3 separate regions of the Mus musculus genome follow, and regions 1 and 3 are each linked to region 2. Evidence: chromatin contacts called from public promoter capture Hi-C data. All regions are on one chromosome and are shown on one strand. The core of a region is the stretch at or near the end of the contact, and the rest is flanking DNA. Distances in the headings are between cores, read along the strand shown. Region 1 has its middle 21 kb from the start of Gm23216. Region 2 holds the start of Mettl21e (methyltransferase like 21E). Region 3 overlaps Col5a2 (collagen, type V, alpha 2).

Region 1 (3,409 bases), core at 740-3,239, 1.4 Mb before region 2:
CTTGGTAGATTTTTCCTTTGATGAGTATGTAGTATCCTTCATCTTTTTTGATAATTTTTGGTAAAAGTTCTATTTTATTGGATATTAGAATGGCTCTTCAAGCTTGTTACTTGGAATTATTTCCTTGAAAATTTTCCCAACTTTTGTTTTGAGGTAGTGTCTGTCTTTGCATTGAGGTGTGTTTCCTGTATGCTACAAAATGCTCAGCCCTGTTTACATACCCAGTGTGTTAGCCTATGTCTTTTTATTGGGGAATTGAGTCCACTGATATTGAGATATACTAGGGACCAATGATTGTTGGTTTCTGTTATTTTTGTTGTTAGAGGTGGAATTATGTTTGTGTGCCTCTCTTCTTTTGGGTTTTGCTGTGAGAAGATTAATTTTTTGCTTTTTCTTGGGTGTAGTTTCCCTTCTTGTGTTGGAGCTTTCCTGCTATTATCCTCTGTAGTGCTAGATTAGTGGAAAGATATTGTTTAAATTTGGTTTTTCTCTTGGAATACTTTGCTTTATCCATCTATGGTAACTGATAGTTTTGCCAGGTATAGTAGCCCAGGCTGGCATTTTTGTTCTCTTAGGGTCTGTATGACATCTGCCCAAGATCTTCTGGCTTTTAGAGTATCTGTTGAGTAGTCTGGTGTAATTCTGAGAGGTCTGCCTTTATATGTTACTTCACCTTTTTCCCTTACTGCTTTTAATATTATTTCTTTGTTCTTTGCATTTGGTCTTTTAATCATTATGTTATGTGAGGAATTTCTTTTCTCATCTCATCTGTTTGGTGTTCTGTAGGATTCTTGTATGTTTATGGGCAACTCTTTCTTTATGTTAGGGACGTTTTCTTCTATAATTTTGTTGAAGATATTTACTGGCCCTTTTCATTGGGAATCTTCACTCTCTTCTATACCTATTACTCTTAGGTTTGGTCTTTTCATTGTGTCCTGGACTCCTTGACTGATTTGAGTTAGGAGATTTTTGCATTTTGTATTTTCTTTGACTGTTGTGTCAATATCTTCTGTGGTATCTTCTACACCTGAGATTCTCTTTTCTGTTTCTAGTATTTTGTTGGTGATGCTTACATCTATGACTCTTGTTCTCTTTCCTAGGTTTTCTATCTCCAGCTTGTCTCCTTTTGTGTTTTCTTTAATCTTTTTATTTCCAATTTTAGATCCTGGATAGTTTTGTTCAATTACTTCACCTGTTTGTATTTTTCTGTATTTCTTTAAGGGATTCATGTGTTTCCTCTTTAAGGGCTTCTACATCTTTATCTGTGTTCTCCTATATTTCTTTAAAGGAGTTATTTATGTCACTTTTGAAGTCCTCTATTTTCTTCATGAGATGAGAATTTAGATCTGAATTTTGCTTTTTAGGTATGTTGGGGTATCCTGGGCTTGATGTGGTAGAAGAATTGGGTTCTGATGTTGTCAAGTAGTATTGTTTTCTGTTGCTGATTTTCTTGTGCTTGCCTTTTACCATCTGGTTGTCTCTGGTATTAACTGGCCTTGATGTCTCTGAATTAAGTCTGTCTCTCCTGAGAGCCTGTGATCTTGTGATCCTAGATGTGTCCTTGAGGACATCTGCCTGTCTTCTGAGTGGATGGGGATCCAGAACACAGGCTCTGCTTCAGGCCCAGGTGGAAGCTGGAAGTTGAATGCATCTCTGGTTGGGCAGGGTACTTGAGTCCCTGGGTCCCAGGGATCCTGGTTACCCCAGGTATTGGGGCGGGTTTTGCTGTCTCACCCATCATCCTGGATATGTCAGAACACCTTAGAGGTCAAGCTGTGAATGAGTGTGGGCTGAGTGAGAGAGAATTCAGAGCACAGGCTCTGCTCCAGGATATAGGTGCAAGCCAGAAGGACCTCTGGACTAAATTTTAAATGTATCTTAACACCTCGTTTTAATTGAAGGAAAGTATTCACTGCCAATTACTAGCAGTGTAAGAGTTCAGACTTGCAGGGAATGTTCCAGGGTTGTGGCTATGCTCCAATTCCCTTTCTTCACAGTGAGATAAAAATGTGCACGAAAGAAGCACACATTGGAATCCCAATTTTCATTTACAGTATTTCTCTAATATGTTCCTGCTCCAAATATCAAAACTTGGTGATCCAAGAGCACAAAGAACAGCTGAGAAAGAATCAAAGTAAACACTGTACCTTGCATGTAGCAAAGCCTGCCAATGTAAGATTAGAACTCTCCATCCTAGCAAGAAAACAGCTTTGGAAAGTTGTCTACATTTGTGACTCACAGATATTCCCAAGGGTTCCTGTTTTCATCCTACAATCAACAGAGCGTGGAGGAACATATGCAGTTCCAATCAACTTCTGATATTAAGCAACTTGGCTGAAAGAGATGTTTAAAACATTTTTTAGAAAGATGATAAATTTCAGTGTTTTAATTTTTAAACAAAATTCCAGATTTTAAATTGGTTTAACTTCTAATTCAACATGGACTAAAAACAAAGGCGGAAGAAAAAATACTATTTTATACAATACTATGAGTTTAGCAATTTTTTTTTCCATTTTAAAACTACTAAACTAGGGGGTACATATTTGAATGAAAGCTCTGCTCTCCCTCACTTCAGATATATATCATTCCAAATTGCCTCCTGATCCTCGGTCTATATCCAACATTTCTGGCTCAGGATATCACCTTGGCTTCTACTTGGACCAGCCACCTCTCATTCTCCCAGGATTTGATTGCTGTCTAATGTCCATTTTTGTCTATTCCAAGCTTTCAAATATTGGATAACATTCTTGGGATACATTTTCTCCCCACAGTAGTAGTCTATCTTATTCACTATACATGTAGGCTGGTAATTTCCACCCGCAAAGCTTACTTATAACTAAAAGTGAGATTTCTTAGTCCTCCTATTCTTTCCAAGGTCCTAATACATAAAGCTAAACTTTAAAAATTATTGTGATCTAATTATGATCACTTGGGGTTTTCTGGTAATAACACAGATATAAATATAACAAAAGAAATATTATAAAATTTTATAATTTTATCTCAATATGTGTCATTCCTTCATTAAATAGGCATGTGATAGAAGAAGCCTGATCTCACAACCTCCTATATGACTCACACCTGCCATATTCTCTGTCCTAGCTCTGCCTGACTATTGGTAATCCTCTGAAACAACTTTTCCTTGGAATGACAGTTCTTTGTTCAAGTTCCACAGCTATCCTTGCCTTGGTTCTACAGATCAGACTGGGGACAAACTGGGTTCAGACCAGACACTTGTTCAATTTAACTTGTACAGAATATTAGATATATATTATTTTTATATGAATATTTTTCATAACAGTTGCTAGTCTATGAAAATTAGAATAATAAGCTTAAAAATTAGAGAGTCCTATTTCTTGGAGTACTACTCAGCTATTAAAAAGAATGAATTTATGAATTTCCTAGGCAAATG
Region 2 (3,283 bases), core at 601-3,100:
GAACTGGAGATACAATTGGTTATGAGCTAGCTTACGGGTACTGGAACTAGCCCTGGTTATCTGAAAGACCAGTAGCAGCTGTTAATTGCTGAGCCAGCCCTCTAGTTCCAGAAAGGATTTGCTTTCAGATTTTGAGGAGATAGAGTCTATCATGGTGGGGTAGGCCTGGTGGTAAAGATTTACATCTGGGCTAATGAGAAAGCTGCAGTTAAATTGTGATGTAAACTTCAAGATCCATCTCACCAACCTCTCCAATGGCGACCCACCACTTTAATTTTCTTTTCTTTCCTTTCCTTTTCTTTTCTTTCCTTTTCTTTTCTTTCCTTTTCTTTTCCTCTCTTTCTTTTTCTTTTCTTCTCTTTTCTTTCCTTTTCTTTTTTCCTCTCCTCTCCTCTCCTCTCCTCTCCTCTCTTCTCCTTCCTTCCTTTCTATCAACTTCTATTATTCTTCCATAAATTACAGCCTTGCTGGAGTTTCCCCTCTCTTACCTTCCTCTAGTCTCTCACTCCTACCTTCTTCTGTAGATCTACTCCTACTCTACCTCCCCTCAGACAAGAACAGGCCTCCCAGGGACATCAACCAAACAGTAACATCACACATCCAAACTGCAGCAACAAGTAATCAGTAATCAGTAATTCCTAGAATTTTTGACTGCTTTGGTAGTGCTGTGATATCATGAAGCAGAAGTGTATGTGTATGTATGTATGTATGTGTATGTATCTGTGTATGTGTTTAACATTTGCTTTCCTAATAGACACGTAAGCCTTCTGTAAGGCACAACCAGAGGGGCACAAGTCTCCATGTACTCTTCAGTGTGACAAATAATTATTGTCATGTTGGTTAATATAATATTGACTTGGGAGTTCTGCATCGTGTAAATCTACCATTGGAGATTTTGTGATCTTCCAAATAACTCCATGAGATGAGGTATATAATTTTTGTTTATCAAGTCACTATTCATTTGTGTTTTAAACAGTCAAAAGTGTAGGTTGTCCTCTGACAAAAATTAACTGGCTTTACATAGCAGTATACATTCTGTATAGTTTTGCGATTCCAGGAATGTTTTACCTATAATATGTATTCCCCAAGTACATCTTCTGTGATTTTTATAATCCTGTTTTATAATGAAGAAAGGTAAGAAATATAGTAGGTAATAGCTCCAAATCATAAGCAGTTACTGATATGACTAATGAATACTTAGCTTCGTGATGCTTAGCTCTGTGTATGTCATGGTATAAAAGTATTTCTTGAAGTTGTACTCACACGCCTGAGTGTGCAGTCTTCTTAGCTTTGATTCCTCCTGCAGCATTAAGGCTAGCATTATCAGAGAAATGGAATATGTGTATGCCCTGAGATGTATACCTATGTGCTGGTTTGTAGATGCTCAGTGAACCATATCTTACTCTGTTTGTTCAGCCCCAGTGAGAAGGAATTGTGGTTATTTGATTCTTGGGTAGAGAATAATGCTACTCACATACTGGTGTAGTTGTTAGATTCTAAAAACCATGTTGACACCCAGATAGATGACATGAAAACCATATGGTGTCTATTTCATAGGACATCATAGCCACAGAGTCTTAAAATAACTTTTGGCATCAGAATAGAAAACTGAGTTTGCTTCGTCTAAGTAGTCTATGTTCTCACTGCAGGAGTGGTGTATATTTAAAAGCTCTAGTTGTGTTCCCAGGCAGTCATGGAACATTCTTACTGTTCTTCAATCTTTGCTTCAGGCTTCACAATGTCACTGTTGTGCAACCAGAGGCAGAGAAACTGCAGCTGTCAGATGCTAATCCTTTCTGCTTGGGTTTGTTGCCAGGGTATACAGTAGAGAACTACAAGCTCAGGGGTCAGCCTTGCAAGCACTACCAGAGACTACAGCAGCAGATCACAAGCTGTGGATGATACTCTTTTACCTTCTATAAACTCAGCTAACACTTTTAGGTATGTCCAGCCTTAATATTGACCAAATACTCATCTCTAGGAAGACAGGTATAATAAAGACTGCTTCCTTTAATAGGAGAAATGGAAAACTTGGAGGAAAATGTCTTGCTATTCTTGAAGCTCTATGACTTTGATGGTATTATGTAACTTTAGGTTTTATAGTGTATAAACTGTAGGGAAATAGCTTGGTTTCTAACTTACAGAGGCATACTACAAAGAAAATTTGTTTATTGGGAAAGGTACATGGGATCTTTGGAAGAAAGTTTTATATTATTATGGAAGTAGTGGGGTTGTCATGTGAAGTCAAATTGAGAAGCAGAAATATCTAATTGTTGTTTTCAGAGACTAACAGTTTATTTAAGATAATTCCAATTACCTACTCTGAGTGGTGTACAGTATTTGAGCTTTCTGTAGACCTTTGCCTGGGTGCTGTGGACACATAAAGATAGAAGGTACCTAAACCACCACCTGGTAGGTAAATTAGTTGAGATTCTAATTTGGTAATATTTTACTATGATTTTCTCAGCTATATAAGAAGCTAAATTATTAAGTAAATATAGTTATGCTTACTACAGATTTTGAATTAACTACTGGCATTTGATATTTTAGTGTACCATTTGCTTATTGTTCAACACACAATCAAGAAAATATCAACATATTGCTATTCATTAATTCGACATTTGATGGACCTCACAGTAACTCACATTACTCACAAAGAGACCTACAAAGGTAAATAATTTTCTTTCTTCTTGTAATTTGAACAATCATGGGTAGACAAACCATTAATAGACTATAAAAACCCTTTCTTTTGCAGTCTTCATTAGCCTTAAAGGTAAGCAGGGCTTATTAATTGTATTTTTGCTTGCGGTTACTAACTCAATGAATAATGTCAAACATCAATGATCCTGATGATATAATAGGTATAATTTTGGCTGAAAATAATAAATTAATCTATGAAAGACATAATAAGAGGACTTTAGAGTTTTTCTTTGATCTCCAAAAATGAACATTTTAAAACAAATGCAATACACCAAATAAATTATTGTGATTATTTTTAAGAAGTTTGAGTGAGAGATCAAAATAGTTCTATACACAAACTGTATATTTTAATGATGTTTGGATGAAAGATGAATTTAGGCTACAAAATACCTCCAACAAGTATTTATTGGCTTTTTGACTGTTGATTAAAGGCAAAAATATGTGACATAATTTGGCTTCTAGAATTAAGAATTGAAATTTGAGTATTTGCAAGTGGACCACCATTTTTAAAGTCTTGCATATAAAGTATGGCTTTGCATAGGTTACTACATATAATGATCATCATTGATATAAAAGTGCTAAC
Region 3 (2,948 bases), core at 146-2,645, 1.2 Mb before region 2:
GAACATTTCCTTCCCCAACACAAAATTTATATGACTAACTTTAATTGGAAATATGAAATGTATTTTAATGTATCCCCAATTATAGTTTATTTTTATTTTCATCAGCAAAATGTCTACATAATGTTTTTCTTATTCTCATTAAATTTCATTTTGTTTTAGAAAAATTTCATAAATGTTTATTAATTTAAATCTCAAATTGTGCTAGACCAAAACACAATGGATATTTAAAGGCGATTCCAGGAGACTAGAGAAGAGTCCAAATCAGACCCAGCTTGGTATCTGATCCATCTTAACCAACGAATACATTAGCAGTTTAGAGAGTTAAACTAACCAGATCTCTTTTGGTTCACATAAAAAAATAAATATTTTTTTTCTGTTTTTTGGAACTGTTTTTGGAGTTAACATTTTATTTTATTTTATTTTTTTAAGATTTATTTTATTTATTATATGTAAGTACACTGTAGCTGTCTTCAGACACACCAGAAGAGGGCGTCAGATTTCGTTACAGATGGTTGTGAGCCACCATGTGGTTGCTGGGATTTGAACTCTGGACCTTCGGAAGAGCAGTTGGGTGCTCTTACCCACTGAGCCATCTCACCAGCCCCAACATTTTATTTTTGTTACCTTTTTTGTATATAATAACAGTTATCATTTAATAGTTTAATTGGGGGGCAGTGAGAACCATGAATAAGCTCAAGTACTTCTCCAGTGTTCTGGTGTAGAGGTAAAAGGTGTCTACACACTGTGTGATCCAGGAGCCTGACTCAAAAGCTGGAATCAGCTTGCTCATGCCTAAAGAAAGAGCTTAGCGAATTGCCAGTAGTTTAGGGGCAAGAAGGAGGTTGATTTTTTAAATGTAGAAATATTTTTCAAGAAGTTTTGAATTTTCTAGACTGACTTTTCTACCTAAATACAAAGGCATAAATGGCTTTTTTTTTTTTTTTTTGGCCCAATACTGAAAGACATGGATTCTTGAATATAGCAAAGTATGGTTAACCAGCTGCTTCAGCTTGTTAATATTGCTGCATTATTGGTCCTAACTGTGGGCCAAGAAGAGCTACCCTCTTGACTAAGAATTAGAAGCTTCCGTTATTTTTTAACAGCAGCATACCACTTTACTTAAACTCCATGTTTAGTGATAAAAGTGAAATTATCTGGTGACTAATGTGTTCTTCTCTTTCTTATCGGAACTTATTAAGACTTTTAAGATTAACACACAGACACACACACACACACACATGCATGCACACATTCACATGTCTGATGTGAATGATGAAGCTGGGAGATGTAGCTTTTTCAGACTTGAGGACTTGGCTATTTCCCAAGCTGTCCTCAGAATGTGGGTTAGGAGGAGGGCGGGGCTTGGCAGCATGGCTTAGTGATCACTCCTCTGAGAACTAGACTCTGCTGGATCACAGTGCCTTGCCTCTGAATTCTCGTTGGTCTGGTTGACCACTTGGGTGAGAAGGAAAATAAAATGTGCCAGACTTAAAGTATAGAAGAGTGAAATGGGCAAATGTTATCCACAATGTTGGAGAACAACCATGCACCAGATATTCTGCAAGTCTTGTGTACTTTGGAAGATGAAATAGACCAAAAAACTCTACTGAGGTCTTTTATACTTTTGGATAAGATAGGGTGGACTCGGGTTAAGCAGGCTCTTTCTAGTTAACTATAACATGTTGTAACAAGACAGACGAGTGAATTTAGAACCTGTTTTTAAAATTCACATAAGCATCAAAATCTCACCAAACAAAGCTCATTCTAAATGCTGCTAAAGTGAAGTGATTTTCTGATTATTCTAAGATTTCATACATCAAGTACAATTCTTACCAAGACTACATTTCCATAGCAGAAGTGCTGGACTGTGTTGACACTGACAGTGTTTAGATTGTCTGTTTGTAATTATCATGACTGCTATCTAAAACTGCTTTTAGCTTTCTACGGACACATTTTAAGATGGTTCTAATGACAGCTGGTTTTCTTTTCTAGGGTCCTCGTGGTCCTCAGGGAATTGATGGAGAGCCAGGTGTGCCTGGTCAGCCAGGTGCTCCAGGGCCTCCTGGGCACCCCTCTCACCCAGGACCTGATGGCATGAGCAGGGTGAGTTGTGTGTTCTGGTTAGTGTAACAACTAGGTTACATGAAAGTCATTAATTCATTCTTATGTTATTAGACTGTATCAGTTCAGAGGTTGATGGCTTACTCCAAAACCTGTATAGTAAATGTGGACCTCCTATGAACAACAGTGAAACTGATAAATCCATGATAGATTGTTGGAAAAACACAAAGTGTTATTTTCTGAAGGCTTGTATCAAACTATTTGCTTTTATTCCAAACCTTTGGGTATCCCATCCCACGGGATTCAGTTATTTGTGGGTGCAAGGGGGAACGCAAACCTGGAAGGAAATGGGAGGAAGAGAAAGAGAAACAGGAGACCAAGAAGATGGTACCTATCAAGGTCTCGTTTATTATGCTGAGGTGCCTTCCTTTTAAAGCATACATCATGGGGAATAGGGGAGGGGTCGAGGGGGAATTTTACAAAGAACAAAGAAGTGGGCATCTGCTGACATGGGGGCCGAAGTCAGGCGCCAGGCAGAGGGCACTCTGCATCTTATCTCTGGAACATAGATCCTCCTTGACAGCCTTGGGTGTCAGGCCAGGCTCAGGCGTAACTCATGTCCTTGGATGTCATGGGAGTTCAGGAAGAGATAGGGAAGAGGGGACTATAATTCAGCTTTTACAGCCTCAGGTTCCAGGAAGGGAATAGGGGGGAAGGGGGTGATAACCAGCTCCTAGCACAAGGCCATTTGGCCTGTTAGGGAGATTGTGAAGGGCTCACTTTCTCATGGGATGGTCTCTGACATTTGGGTTTTTTTGTTTTTTTGTTTGTTTGTTTTTTTCTGGTTGACCAAGGCACTGTCCACACAATGAACTAAAGAACATACA

Evidence for each region. Promoter capture Hi-C pulls out the DNA fragments that hold promoters and counts their contacts.
Region 1: a contact with region 2 is called in a promoter capture Hi-C map of second pharyngeal arch cranial neural crest, with 23 times the contacts expected there. The contact joins the enhancer-like site here to the promoter of Mettl21e in region 2. A contact is called at or near these places in 12 of 39 promoter capture datasets (the 3T3-L1 cell line, 3T3-L1-derived adipocytes, the HPC-7 cell line and 6 more), 2 of 484 Hi-C or Micro-C datasets (both in uterus) and 1 of 115 datasets of contacts at active chromatin or transcription factors (fibro-adipogenic progenitors).
Region 3: a contact with region 2 is called in a promoter capture Hi-C map of hippocampal neurons, with 8 times the contacts expected there. The contact joins the enhancer-like site here to the promoter of Mettl21e in region 2. A contact is called at or near these places in 5 of 39 promoter capture datasets (the 3T3-L1 cell line, 3T3-L1-derived adipocytes, cranial neural crest and 2 more).

Annotation. Positions count from the first base shown.
Region 1 is chr1:45,662,896-45,666,304 of GRCm38.p6, reverse strand. No RefSeq gene overlaps it. Among named protein-coding and RNA genes, the nearest start is that of Gm23216, 21 kb to the left of the region's middle. Within about 2 kb of position 1,989, at least 10 of the 459 cell types and tissues checked have an H3K27ac peak or open chromatin away from gene starts, as enhancers often do. A contact at or near this core is called in fibro-adipogenic progenitors, where this site is marked.
Region 2 is chr1:44,217,498-44,220,780 of GRCm38.p6, reverse strand. It overlaps Mettl21e (methyltransferase like 21E), which reads left to right and starts at 1,850. Exons shown (of 5, transcript NM_207281.3): 1 at 1,850-1,941; 2 at 2,551-2,670. The coding sequence starts at 2,625.
Region 3 is chr1:45,429,053-45,432,000 of GRCm38.p6, reverse strand. It overlaps Col5a2 (collagen, type V, alpha 2), which reads left to right. Exons shown (of 54, transcript NM_007737.2): 7 at 1,993-2,103. Among named protein-coding and RNA genes, the nearest start is that of Col5a2, 73 kb to the left of the region's middle. Within about 2 kb of position 1,395, at least 16 of the 459 cell types and tissues checked have an H3K27ac peak or open chromatin away from gene starts, as enhancers often do.